Linked DNA regions of Mus musculus: regions 1, 2 and 3 are each linked to region 4. Evidence: chromatin contacts called from public promoter capture Hi-C data. All regions are on one chromosome and are shown on one strand. The core of a region is the stretch at or near the end of the contact, and the rest is flanking DNA. Distances in the headings are between cores, read along the strand shown. Region 1 holds the start of Irak4 (interleukin-1 receptor-associated kinase 4). Region 2 holds the start of Gxylt1 (glucoside xylosyltransferase 1). Region 3 holds the start of Twf1 (twinfilin actin binding protein 1). Region 4 holds the start of Alg10b (asparagine-linked glycosylation 10B (alpha-1,2-glucosyltransferase)).

Region 1 (2,728 bases), core at 29-2,528, 4.3 Mb before region 4:
GATGCATCTGCCAAAAGACCTTTGAGATGCCGAGAGATGTCCACAATTTCTAAACACTGACATACTTCAGTGGCCACTAAAACGCTTTGGGTATACTAAAATGTATAATGTCATCCATTCACCAAGACATGTCCTATCTGTGACAGATATTAATCCAGGTGCCTGAAAAATAAAACGTTAGGAAGAATAGGGAGAAAAGGGAGGCAAGAACACAGGGGAGTTTTATTCTAATGATGGAAGAAGGTAGCAAGCTGAGAATGCATTTGGCAGTCTGTTAAACGCTGCCTGCGGTGGTTTGAACAGGAGGGGATTCCATCGTCCCTCATTTGAGTACTTGGTTCCCAGTTGGTGACTTGTCTCAGTTAGGGTTTCCATTGCTGTGAAGAGACACCATGACCAAGGCAATTCTTATAAAGGACAGCATTCAATTGGGGCTGGCTTACAGGCTCAGCGGTTCAGTCCGTTGTTGTCTGCAGTGCAGTCAACAGAAGTCTGTGCTACTGTAGAGTGCGAATTCATCTCCTAAGTTGTTTTGTTTGTTTGTTTTTTGTTTGTTTCTGTTTGAACAGGGAACACAACAAAGACAAGACTGGGAGGCCCAAGTTTGGCCGGAGTGATCAGATCAGTCTTGAAACATGTAGGAAGCAAAAATGTTTAGCATGAAAATAGGAGAATTAAAAAAAAAAACCCTGAGCTCTTTGGCATACATCTTGAAGAATTACTCCCAGAAACGGAAAAATCGATTTTTTTTTTTTTTTAAATTTCCTGCTTTGGGGCCACTGTGTCCATTCCGAAAGCTAATGGTGCTTTCTTGCTCTCTTGGGAATGCTTTTCCTGCCCCTCTCTTGCTTCCAATCTGTCTTGCGCTTACCTCTCCCTCTACCTGTTGGACTGTCTGACTACAGCTAGCTTCCTATGCTCCCCATAGCGAGCAAGCGAGACACTCCGGCGGCAGAGCAGCGCACAGAGGCTGCGGGGCTCCCCAAGCCTCCTCTGCCCGAGTGCGCCCATTTCCTGGTTCTGGAGCGAAGCGACTGATCACCAACCCGGCCCGGGACAGAGGACAGCGGAGAGATCGTGGCTTGAGATCAGCCTTCCTCATACAACCTACTTCCTCTCGGACGTCCCTCGCTTCCTGGACAAGGCGATCGGCGTCCCGCCACGGTCCGGCGAGGACTCGGGGGTGGAGGACGCAGGACCACCAGGCGACTTCAGACTGCCTGCGATCGGGATGCTGCGGGTCACCGGGGCATCATATCCCCCTGTGGGACAGGGAGGGCAGGTCAGCTAAGGGTGAGAGTATAGGGGCGGAGCCAATCCGGAAGGCCACGCCTTTCCCTCCCCGAGCTCCACCCAGGGAAGAGCTACACCAACCGGAGCCTGTCCCTTTAAATGTCCCTGTAAGAGGCTAGGCGGCGGAAAGGCTTCTGGGCATGCGCACTGTGTCACTCGGCGGACCACTTTCTCACGGAAGCGAGGTAGAGCTCACAGAGTCTATTAGGATGCCGGGTCACCGGTGGATCCAAGACTGCTGGACCGGGGAGGGAGGCGTGGTGGCGGCGCCCAGGGAGCGGGGTGGGGTTGGGGTGGGAGTCCCTCTGCAGCCTCGGCTCGCCCCGCGGAGCGGAGGAGGAGCTCTTGCCACCCTCGCCCCCACGTGCCCTGTCTGCCCGCCTCTTGACTAGCTGCTTGACTGCCATGCCTTCGTGCTGCACTGTCCCCACGTGTAGCCTGGAAAGCCGTCCTATGGTCTTTCTTTTCCAACAATCCCTAGGGTTCCGAGGACCCCTGTGGACTTGGTCAGAGCTGACTGCTGATTTCCATCTGCCATTAGAAACAACTCCACGGGGGCAGATGCCAACCTTTGACAGGGTGTTCACTATCTTTCCTTGTCAGCATTACTTCAGCTGTATTCTCCCTATCCCCTCTGCTCTGTGTCAGGGCTTCCCCCTTCCCCCCCCCCCCCCCAGTGCCCGTCTTGATTGTACTTGCACGTGGTATTTCTACCCCGCTTCTGTCTCTTGAACTATTTCCAAAGTCAAGTAGCAGTTTATTATATACCATTCCTGATTATCATAGACAAAAGTTAACACTTCTTTCTTTCTTGTCACCATTAACGCTCTTACTGTGTTCTACTTGTATCTGTTCAACTAGTATCTACTGCAGACCTACTATGTCCTTGGTGCTGTTCTGAATATGGGCTAGTCAGAATTCTGGCTCATGTGGAACTGACACTTTAAGTTGAAGAAGATGGACAGTAAATAATGAACACATTAGCTAGTCATGCTATACAGGAAATTAAATCAGTTTTTTTCTTTGTGTGTGTGTGAAAGAAAAGAAAACAGGTTCCTAAAGCTTATAGATGAATCCTATAGATTAGATTATTGGTGGGTGAAAATGTCTGAGGATGTAGATGATCAATTACTTGTAAAGTCTGGGAAATACAAGAGCTAGGCAGTGAAGCTGCTCTCTCAGGGCTCCGTGTGTCGTGGAGAGAGTAGATTGTGTGAGGACTGTGATTCATTCCCTATAGAATTGGCCTTGGGCCGCTGCTCCAAGAAAACACCATGAGACTTTCTTTTCTTCTATGCCAGTGACTTGGTAGAAATTCCCTTTCATTAGCTTGAGATGTTTGTATCTTTCCTGTAGAGAATTTAGAACAAGATGAGGGACCAGGACTGACTTATCCGACCTTGAAGTGTACAGAGAAGTTCACGTAACTATTTAT
Region 2 (2,994 bases), core at 423-2,922, 3.1 Mb before region 4:
GTGCAGGTTAAGTGTGTTCAAGTATATCTTGTGTGCATTTTAAGTGGATTTTTAAGTGTTTAAGTCTCAGTTTTGGCTCTGGATTCGCTTACTCCAATCTCTCATCTCTGTCCCAGCCTTCACTCCAACCAGACTCGCTCTCTAACATGCAAATGTGATCATCTTCCTTCCTTCCTTAAAAACCTTCAAGCAGATCAAGTTCAAACTTCCAAGAGTTTCCAAGAGTAACTGCTATCCCTCTCTGCAGTCTTAACCACTCCCCGAGTCCTTTCTTGCGGACTCATCCTGGCATCGCGCTTCTCAGTCTCCTGAATACGAGAGCCGCTTTCATTGCTCGCTCAGTCTAGAATTCCTTCTCTTAAGAGGGCCACCCTCGCTCAGGAATACTCTGCTATACTAACTGGAAGGTACAAGCGACTCACTTTGGGGCGTGTCCACACCCGGTGGCTATCCTGTCTTTGTACAACAGCCTTCTTCAAAAGGGAATAAGAGCTTTTGCACCAGATGTGAATGGCGTGTGTATTGCCTGGGAACATGGATTCGGGTTGGGTGGAATAACACGTTCCAATACAGAATAAAGTCAGAAGTTAAGGCAGTTTCCAGATACCGGTTGGACCATCAGATTGATTATAGCAAACAGGAAAAACTGACAGGTGTCAGATCTCATCTAATGACATTTTAAGCTTTCAGAATGGTGGAAACCATTGATTCGATGAGGTTGCTTTAAAGGTTTTGAGCCAAAAGTATGTTGGGTATGACACGATTGGTCAACGAAAGCCTATTAAGGGACTAAGAATAATCATAGAGTTTAAGCTTTGTTAAATCGTCCACAGGTCTCCCGTACCAAAGTCCCCGAGCTGCACATTCTCAATATCTGCCTTCCTCCCCGTCCCTAGGTCCCTACGAGGCTTCAGCGTGACCCAGCTCAAGGCGTGGAGTGTGGCGGGAAGGAAGGGAGGCCGGGTTTGGAGAGGACCAGTTTTGCTTTGGGTATGCAAATGATTTGTCAGCAACGTCTAATAAGGCTGCCTTCCCAGCCTTGTGTGGATGGGCAAGCAAAGCACCATTGCACTACCGCCGCCTTACGACATCCCACGAAGCACAGATGTTTTAGACCCGACGCTGAGGTCCGTGAGGAGCAGGATGGGTCGAGGAAGAGTTAGCAAGTGCGGTAACCACGGTTTCTTTTTAGTCAACGCAGCGATGCCTGAGAATTCAAGTTGCCCAGCGCCACAAACTGCGCAAAGAAAAATCGCAGATTTAGGGCAAGGGCCTACAGCCCTGCTTCTTTCGCTACACTTGTCCACAGCTCAGAGCCGGGCAATCTGTAAAGAGGAACCAGCATCCATCTCAAGGCTCGGCGTGAAGGCCGGGAGAGCGCCAGCGCTCAGCTCCGCTTCCGGGTGCGCTGCGGAGGCGGAGCCTTGGCCGGGCGTTGGGGCGTGGCCCGGAGGCGGGACAATACCAGGCAGGGGCTGTGGTTTGAAACAGAGGCGGGGCCTGCGCCGGATGTGGGAGGGGCTGTGAGCGGGGCGGGGCATGGCAGGGCTAGGGGCGTGTCGTGTGGGGTGCTGGGCTTGGGCGGCATGGGACCGAGTGGGACCTGGCGGGGATTCGGGCGGAGGGGCGGAGCGGGGAGGGGCGGGAACCAGGCTGGTCACGCTGCGGCTGCGCGTTGCGATTCTTCGTAGTTCGCCCGGGCGGGCGCGGCGGCGGCGGCGGTGACGGCGGTGACGGCGGCAGCGGCGGTGGCGGCAGCGCGGGCCGGGATGCGGCGCTACCTGCGGGTCGTAGGGCTGTGCCTGGCCTGCGGCTTCTGCTCGCTGCTGTACGCCTTCAGCCAGCTCGCGGTGTCCTTGGAGGAAGGAGCTGCCGGGGGCCGCAGGCCGCAGGCCGCGGTAGTTTCCTGGCTGGCGGACGGTGGACGCGGCACGGGGAGAGGCGCGGGCAGCGCGGGCCCGGGCCGGACGGGCAGGTATGAGCCGCATTGCCGGGAGTGGAGGTCTGGGAGGGCCGGACGCGCCGCTCCATCACCGAGCACTGGCTGGCTGGCTTCAGATTCAGTGTTAGACCAGTTAGAAATTGAATCGCTTTGCAACTTTCTGAAAGGTTCGTTGGAAGTAAGTGGTGTCCCACAAAATCCTAATTACACTGCGGCTAGTGGGATTCCCTCCTGTTTCCATGGAGTCGAAGCTGAGTAATTTGAGAATCAGGCTGGCGCCCTAGTTGAGCCCTCCACCTCCCAGGTGTCTAAATTTTCCGCCTAAATCTTAGCTTTTTATCAGTAGCCGTAGCTAAAGAAATCTGGATGTGGCATAAAGCGAGCTGTGAATTTTTATTTTGAAAATATTCGTTTTTTTGGAAACGTAAAGGAAGTTCAGAAACATGAGTGATACTTAATATGCTTATATCTATGGGAGGAGTAAGGTATGAAGAAATCACTTTAAAAAAAAAGAAATGAATATTTATAACACAGCATAATGAGTTGGTGGATTTGCATAAGTCACTGCCACGGTTAGAATCATGAAATTTAAATGGAAAACTGTTTGGGCAGTTTACTTAATTCGCACTGCCTCCTTGGTGGATTCCTGTGTTTGGGCAGTTCTGAGACCAACTAATTGGAGAGTGGAAGACAGGAATTGTAAAAAGAGTACATCCACTTTGAGCTGTTGTCTATGTAGCATCTGAGAGTTGATGGTCTTTTCCAGCGGGAAGCGGGTAAAAGAGAAGCTAGCATGGAGATAGTGAGCTCTTGGTTTATGGTTTGATTGTAGTCAGAGAAATGTGGGGTATAGGTGTGCTCTCAGGTTCCACTGCCTACAACCTACACCCCCAGACCCCCAGTAGGATTTGCCGAGGAGAGCGGAGGCAGGAGGACCATGAGTTCGAGGCCAGCCTGGGCTACACATTTAAAAGCCTGGCGGTGGTGGTGCATGTCTTTAATTTCAGCACTCGGGAAGCAGAAATAGGCAGATCTCTGAGTTCGAGGCCAGC
Region 3 (3,071 bases), core at 259-2,758, 4.4 Mb before region 4:
GCAGGCCTATTTAGTGGCTTATTTAAAATGCTTTATACTCGAAGAGGGACTCCATACCTTGTCATTATGTCATTTGCCTGAATCGAGTTTGAATATAAAAAAATAAATATATTTATTAGTCCAAGGCTTTAAAATCTAGAGCTAGAGTTCTACTTAGAAAACATACATAAAAATAAACAATAGAATAAACTTTCACAGGGGAATGCATGCCGATAAAAGTGTACAGTGAGAAAGAACGGTAACTCCTGTCTGCTGTTTCCATACAAATGTATTGCATCCAGGTAACTACGAACACACATTTGACTTGAAGCAATCAAAGGCTAACCTAAAGCAAAGCTCTGTTAATGGTTTCCAAGGGTAGAGCTGACCACAGAGAGATATTCAGGTCAGCTCAATGGCTCAGTGGTTTCACACTCAGTTCTTTGGGGGAACCAGAGAAAGGACAATGAGGTCTCTTAAAGTGCTATGAGCTGAAATTTCCAGAAAAAAAAAAAAGCCACCCCAAACCTGTTCAAGACTCAAAAAGGTTGCCTAGCTGATTAGAAGTGCCTGATTGTGTAGGACTGTGGTGTAGGTCCTAAGCTGAATTATCTTGGGCCATCCCAGTTACTAGCCACTTCTGAGTCCATCCTTGGAAATGTACAGACCACTTAGCTTCTCCCATTGAAAGGTTAAAGATGCCCTCTTCAGATAATATCTGAACCAGTAGCAGAAATTTCGCCACTTTGGGTATAGCCCCATGTCCCCACCAAATATATTTTAAAGATGATTTGTGATTTTCTTTTGTTCTGGTACTAAAAAAAAAATTCATAAGTCTGTTACCAAGTTGAAACATGATATTTGGGATGGGGTGTCACCTGAATTAGTGCCTCCTCCCCGCCTGATAGGGCACATATTTGATTTCAGAATAGACTTTTTTTTCTCTTTTTTGAGGTGAGAACAGTGGTTTTGTGTGATAGTGACCAATTGAAAAGTGAACAGCTTGAGATTCAAATCACGGGGAAAATAATGGAGAACTCTACAGTCTCTTATTTTAAAGTGGGCCAGGAGTGGTCTTGAGCCCCATCTTGCTTTGCAAATGTTTAACTGTTTTATCTTTCGCCTTAAAATGGTCTTTTCTTTACAGCAAAGGATATGTCTTTCATGTAGAAAGCGTTTGTTTCGGAAAATGGCCATTTTTCCCTCTAAAGCATTTTGATGAGGTGTGTCGCTGCGGCGTGTGATAGACACACAGCCCACTGCCAGAAGGTGCATCCTGGACAGAAACAGCAGCGGGGGGGGGGGGGGGGGGGGCAAGGGGGGGTGATTGCCGGGAAAGGGCATGGCCAATGGCTTAAGGGGCGGGGCTTGTGACGACAATGAAAGTAGCCAGTGAAAGAACAGGGGGCGGGATCCTAGGCGGGGTCTATGTCGCGCTGGAGAGCGGGGCTGGTGCTGGGGGCGGGGCTGAGAGTCGCGGGCCGATGACGCACAGGCGGAGCCGCTACTTCCTGGATCCGCCGGCCGGGGCCGCTACCGCACCCTGCGCCGGAGCCGGGAGCCTGGGGCCGCCGCCATGTCCCACCAGACAGGCATCCAAGGTAACGGCGCCACGGGGCAGGGGCTCCCGGGAGGCTGCGGGCCGGAACGCTGGAGGCGCGCACGGCATTGGAGCTGCTCTGGGTGCGACGGCCCCGACTGTGTCCCTCGCGGCCCTCCCCGGCGGCCGCCACGTAACAGGCCGGTGGTGGCTGCCAGAGAACCGAGGATGTGAGGATGTCCCGGGCGACCCCGCTGCATCCCGGCCCCCGTGCCGAGAGCAGGAAGACCGAAGCTGGCTGGGCTCCTGCCGCCGGCCAGCCGAGCGACTTTTTCCTCGGGACCCGCCAAAGGAGATTGCTCCAGCACTCAGATCGTTTGAAAACCAAACAGCTCCCACCGCTGTAGGCTGCCTCCCGAACTCCCCGGATTTTTCTCTCAGAACGCGGGTGTGCCTTCCTTCCGGAGAAATCCCGAGTAGGGAGTGTTTTTCCATCTTTGGATGCTTGCACCCCAGGCAGCTGCAAAGTCTGATCTGTGTAGCTGCACCTCATGAACCCCGTGGAGACAGTCGAATGTGCAGTTTACTTGTGTATCTTACTCGCCGTTTATTATTTCCTGGTTGGAAAATAGGCAACTTGGACGTACTCAACCTCCTACGGAATCAAATAATATATCCCGGGGTTATTTAACGAGTTCTAATATAAACTAGAGCACTTCCCGTAATAGTTAACCGAGCCTTTCCCCCGGGTGACCACTTAATAACTTGTTTTGTGTTTTAAGGGTTTTTGACACTACCACTTAATTCTGTGCACATGCAGGCAAAAATAGTCTCCGATCTAACAACACTTAATCTCCCCCGTGTTACTTATGACATTTAAATATATCAAAATTATTGTTTAATGTTTGAGCCTTTTATATAACAAGACATAAATATTAGTCTTGCTTGGCAATCAACAACACAAGACCGAATTTGAAGCAATGATGACTACACAAGGGATAGGTTATTAAATGTTTATTTCCTGGGTGGCTTCTATAACTTTTTACAAAGAGATGCAAGAAAAATGTAAGATCTAGTGTATTTTACAGGTTTTTTCTTTAATCAGTATATGAGATTTGATCCTGTTGTTCTTGATGGACAGATACAGGACATGATTTGATGAAGGAGCACACATCACAAACTTAAAATTGGACTATTAGAAGCAACTTGTTAACATTTTCAAACATGGAGCAATTTGTCTGTTACTGGGTTTGACTGAAAGCATTCACCCTAGTGTTACTTCTGCTACTGAGTTCTGTGGCTAAAATGTTGAAGTTCCTGTACTTCTAAATGCTAGTATTTAGTTTTTGCTCCTCGCCAAGGCCGGTATTTTATGCTTCTGTTTTATAGTAACAATAAGAAGGGCCTGTATGCTCCACATGTTTCTTTAATTTATGTTTTCTTTAGGTGAATACAAACTAAACTACTTCTAGGTTTAAACACTTTTTCCCTTTATCATTTTCCACAGCAAGCGAAGATGTCAAAGAGATCTTTGCCCGAGCCAGAAACGGGA
Region 4 (3,161 bases), core at 64-2,563:
AAGAGTTATCCCATTGATATAAAATGCCAAAAAAAGATAAATAAATAAATAATCAAGTTTCATTTGTCCTAATAATGAAGAACTTGGAGAGGATCGTCTATGACATAATTAATAAATCCTGGCAGACTAGACATCTCTTAAGTTTTATTTTTAAGATGTAGTGTGTGTGCCATGCACCTGAGTATACTTATTTGCAACATCTGCATGCAGGTACCCGAGGAAGCCAGAAGGTGGCACTGGATCCTCTGGACCTAGAGTCACAGATGGTTGTGAGCAGCTCACTGTGGTAGAAAGAAGTCTGGTAGCCTTCTCCAGGACAACAGCAAGAGCTCTCAACCACTGAGCTACCACCCCAGCCCCATTTTAAGAACGTTTTGCTCCCTGTCTCAAATCTGTCTGCCATTATTAAGGTGACAACAACCAACAGACAGTAAGTTATTCATTTCTACTTCCTAAGGCTTGCTCTTTAGAAAATGCATATTCTGCGACTAAATTGTCCAGGTCCCAATTTTACAAACTACCAGGCAAACAATAATGAGAACTCTGGTGGATCTTAAGATTCTTTGCACTGTGCATATTTCTGTAGTCAGATATGTATTTTTTTAAATGATGCAATCTGACTAGTTGCCAATTTAATCCAGACAACAGTAAGTTTCTACGACCAAGAATGAAGTTAGAATAAAACTATCAACTTTTGGGGGGCCCTAAGATCCTCCACTCCGCGTTCAAAATACCGGGTGGAAAACCTCATAGGTTAAGCTTTAGGTAGTTTTTAATGCATGTTCAAGGGAGCACCTGCATGTCTCTAGTGCTAGGGCTTAGTTAGACAAATCGGTCAACTGCCAAGAGGAGCTATCATCTTTATGCATTCACCTAACAAATATGCCATAATCTCGAGGCTAGGTACAGTCACTAGGCAGCTCCCTTCACGGTTTAAGTCTGGGAGGGCTGACGGGGAGAGGAAAGGCACAGGTTGGGAGGATCCGTCCCGGGGGCAGGGCCAGCAGAGACCAACCTGCGACAGGGAGAAGCGGCCCTCGCAGTACCGCTGCGCCTGCGGCAGGTGGAAGATCTCGTCCATGTACGGCTCCCGCAGAGCGCGGCTGAAGGCGGAGAAGAGCAGGCAGGACACCAGGAAGGTGCAGCTCAAGGCGGCCGAGAAGTAATAGCCCTCCAGCTGCGCCATGGCGGGCGGGCGGGCGGGCGGGCAGCCGCGTCCCGGGCCCAGCCCTGGGCAGCCCGGAGCGCCGAGCCCGGAACGCGGGCTCAGAGGCCCAGCGCTGCGGGACGAGGGACAGCAGGGAACAGGACGCAACGCAATGGATGCTGGGAGAGCGTCGGACGGAAGCGTGGGGGGGGGGGGGGTCACCGGTTCCGGAGTGGAGCATTTATGCAACGACGGGACGGTTTCTCTGTCAATCACTGCTCGCAGCTCTCAGAGTGGCCAGAGGCTGAGGGAGGGGCGGGTCTGGGCTCGGGCGCGGGAGCTGTTGTAGGTGATGCTGCCGCCGCCGCTAGGCTCTGGAAAAGAAGGGTGTCTTGTGTTGTCTGTTGCTCTCCAGAAGGCGATGAGTGGTCCCAGCTTTCTAACCTCCAAGCTCCCAAACTGCATTCGTTTGCGGTTATCCCTGTTCTCCATTGCCAGTGAGATGAGACGCTAAAACCATCATTACAATGCTTTTCCTCTCATCGTCTCTGGCTGATAATGAAGGTTGATGCTTTTTAGATGGAAACATACAACCAGCCCTTCGCTTCAGGGCGACTTTCCCTTTTGAAGAATCTATTCGTTTACAGGGCAATATTTTCCTGGTGCCTGGTGAGGAGTTGGGGCATTTGTAGGTGAGGAACACTCCTCCGTGAATATAATTTTAGTTGCTATTGCCGTGAGTGGTGGCTCACACTTGTACTGGCCCCATTTGAGAGGCTGAGGCAGGAGGATTGTTCCCAGTTCTAGATCAGCCTGGGACACTGTAAATGTCGTCCTTAAAAATAGGTAATAAATAGTCATTAATATCTGTCTCTGTTGGAGTACGTTTCCCTTATGCATCTTAATGTGTGGTGCGATGGAGTATTTATGTGTGTAGTCTCAAAAAGTGCTCACATGTATGAAGTTGAGGGCTACGGAGACTTCAGATAACCCCTTTATTGTGAGATTGGAATTGAGACTGACGGTGGAAGATATTTGAAGAAAGCTGAAGACAAAGTATGTTTTCAGCATGGTTGGTGATGCTTTGTAGGAAAAGCTTCTGGAAAATTCGGGTTGATTTTGCCAGCAGCACATCATATAGCAGCTGAGATTGCTTTTAAATTGTCAACCTTGGAATCAAAAGAAACTGGGTATTCTACTAGTTCTCCTCGACTATTAGAAATAACCAGAATTAAATTACGTTAGGATTCATGATGACGTTTCTTAACTCCCTCCACCCTTTACATCCTCTTTGATTACAGAGAACACGTTACACTTACCAATTTGAGACCATTCCCAGATAATTTAGTCTACAATTGACCTCAGGCCCAGTGGGCTTGCTCAATCATGGCCAGTGCATACCATAGAAGCTTCTGGCCCTTGCTAGATATGATGGATAAAGGGAAGAGCACAAGGCTGCCTTCCTATGCTAGACATTCTCGTCAGAATAATTGCCACTAAGAACTTGGTTGGACATCCAACTCCTTTTATATGTGCTCCCTACTCTCCTTAGTTAACTGAAACGTTTCAAAATTTAAAAATGTAAGGTTTCAGAACTGCCAGGTACCTTTTCTATTAATTTAAGCTTTTTTTTTTTTTTTTTTTTTTTGTGGAACAAGATGAAGATAGTAATATACCTAAAATTATGTAGAAGATGGCTGTTTACTGGGAGTTGTAACTATAGTCTTATGGTTTATAATTTCTACTGAATTGAAAGTGCTTCATCATTTGCAGTTTAAATTTATATCTCATTTCTGTTCCCATCAGCCAAGTAGAAAAATGTAAAACTTTATTATTAGAGTTTTGGGGTTTTTTTGTTGTTGTTGTTTTTTTGTTTGTTTGTTTTGTTTTTGTTTTCGGACAGGGTTTCTCTGTGTAGCCCTGGAACTCACTTTGTAGACAAGGCTGGCCTCGAACTCAGAAATCTGCCTGCCTCTGCCTCCCGAGTGCTGGGACTAAAGGCGTATGCCACCAC

Evidence for each region. Promoter capture Hi-C pulls out the DNA fragments that hold promoters and counts their contacts.
Region 1: a promoter capture Hi-C map of pre-B cells shows a contact between it and region 4. The contact joins the promoter of Irak4 here to the promoter of Alg10b in region 4. A contact is called at or near these places in 2 of 39 promoter capture datasets (the C10 cell line and pre-B cells) and 2 of 484 Hi-C or Micro-C datasets (CD4 T cells and CD8 T cells).
Region 2: a contact with region 4 is called in a promoter capture Hi-C map of pre-B cells, with 6 times the contacts expected there. The contact joins the promoter of Gxylt1 here to the promoter of Alg10b in region 4. A contact is called at or near these places in 1 of 39 promoter capture datasets (pre-B cells) and 1 of 484 Hi-C or Micro-C datasets (Th1 cells).
Region 3: a contact with region 4 is called in a promoter capture Hi-C map of pre-B cells. The contact joins the promoter of Twf1 here to the promoter of Alg10b in region 4. A contact is called at or near these places in 1 of 39 promoter capture datasets (pre-B cells) and 3 of 484 Hi-C or Micro-C datasets (B cells, CD4 T cells and erythroblasts).

What each region holds. Positions count from the first base shown.
Region 1 is chr15:94,542,210-94,544,937 of GRCm38.p6, reverse strand. It overlaps Irak4 (interleukin-1 receptor-associated kinase 4), which reads right to left and starts at 1,278. Exons shown (of 12, transcript NM_029926.5): 1 at 1,112-1,278. It overlaps Pus7l (pseudouridylate synthase 7-like), which reads left to right and starts at 1,431. Exons shown (of 9, transcript NM_172437.3): 1 at 1,431-1,478.
Region 2 is chr15:93,273,857-93,276,850 of GRCm38.p6, reverse strand. It overlaps Gxylt1 (glucoside xylosyltransferase 1), which reads left to right and starts at 1,672. Exons shown (of 7, transcript NM_001357006.1): 1 at 1,672-1,975. The coding sequence starts at 1,770.
Region 3 is chr15:94,588,261-94,591,331 of GRCm38.p6, reverse strand. Twf1 (twinfilin actin binding protein 1) reads left to right here and starts at 1,508. Exons shown (of 9, transcript NM_008971.4): 1 at 1,508-1,580; 2 at 3,027-3,071. The coding sequence starts at 1,556.
Region 4 is chr15:90,222,463-90,225,623 of GRCm38.p6, reverse strand. It overlaps Alg10b (asparagine-linked glycosylation 10B (alpha-1,2-glucosyltransferase)), which reads right to left and starts at 1,313. Exons shown (of 3, transcript NM_001033441.3): 1 at 1,016-1,313. The coding sequence starts at 1,186. Mir7648 (microRNA 7648) reads right to left here and starts at 1,264; the gene lies at 1,212-1,264.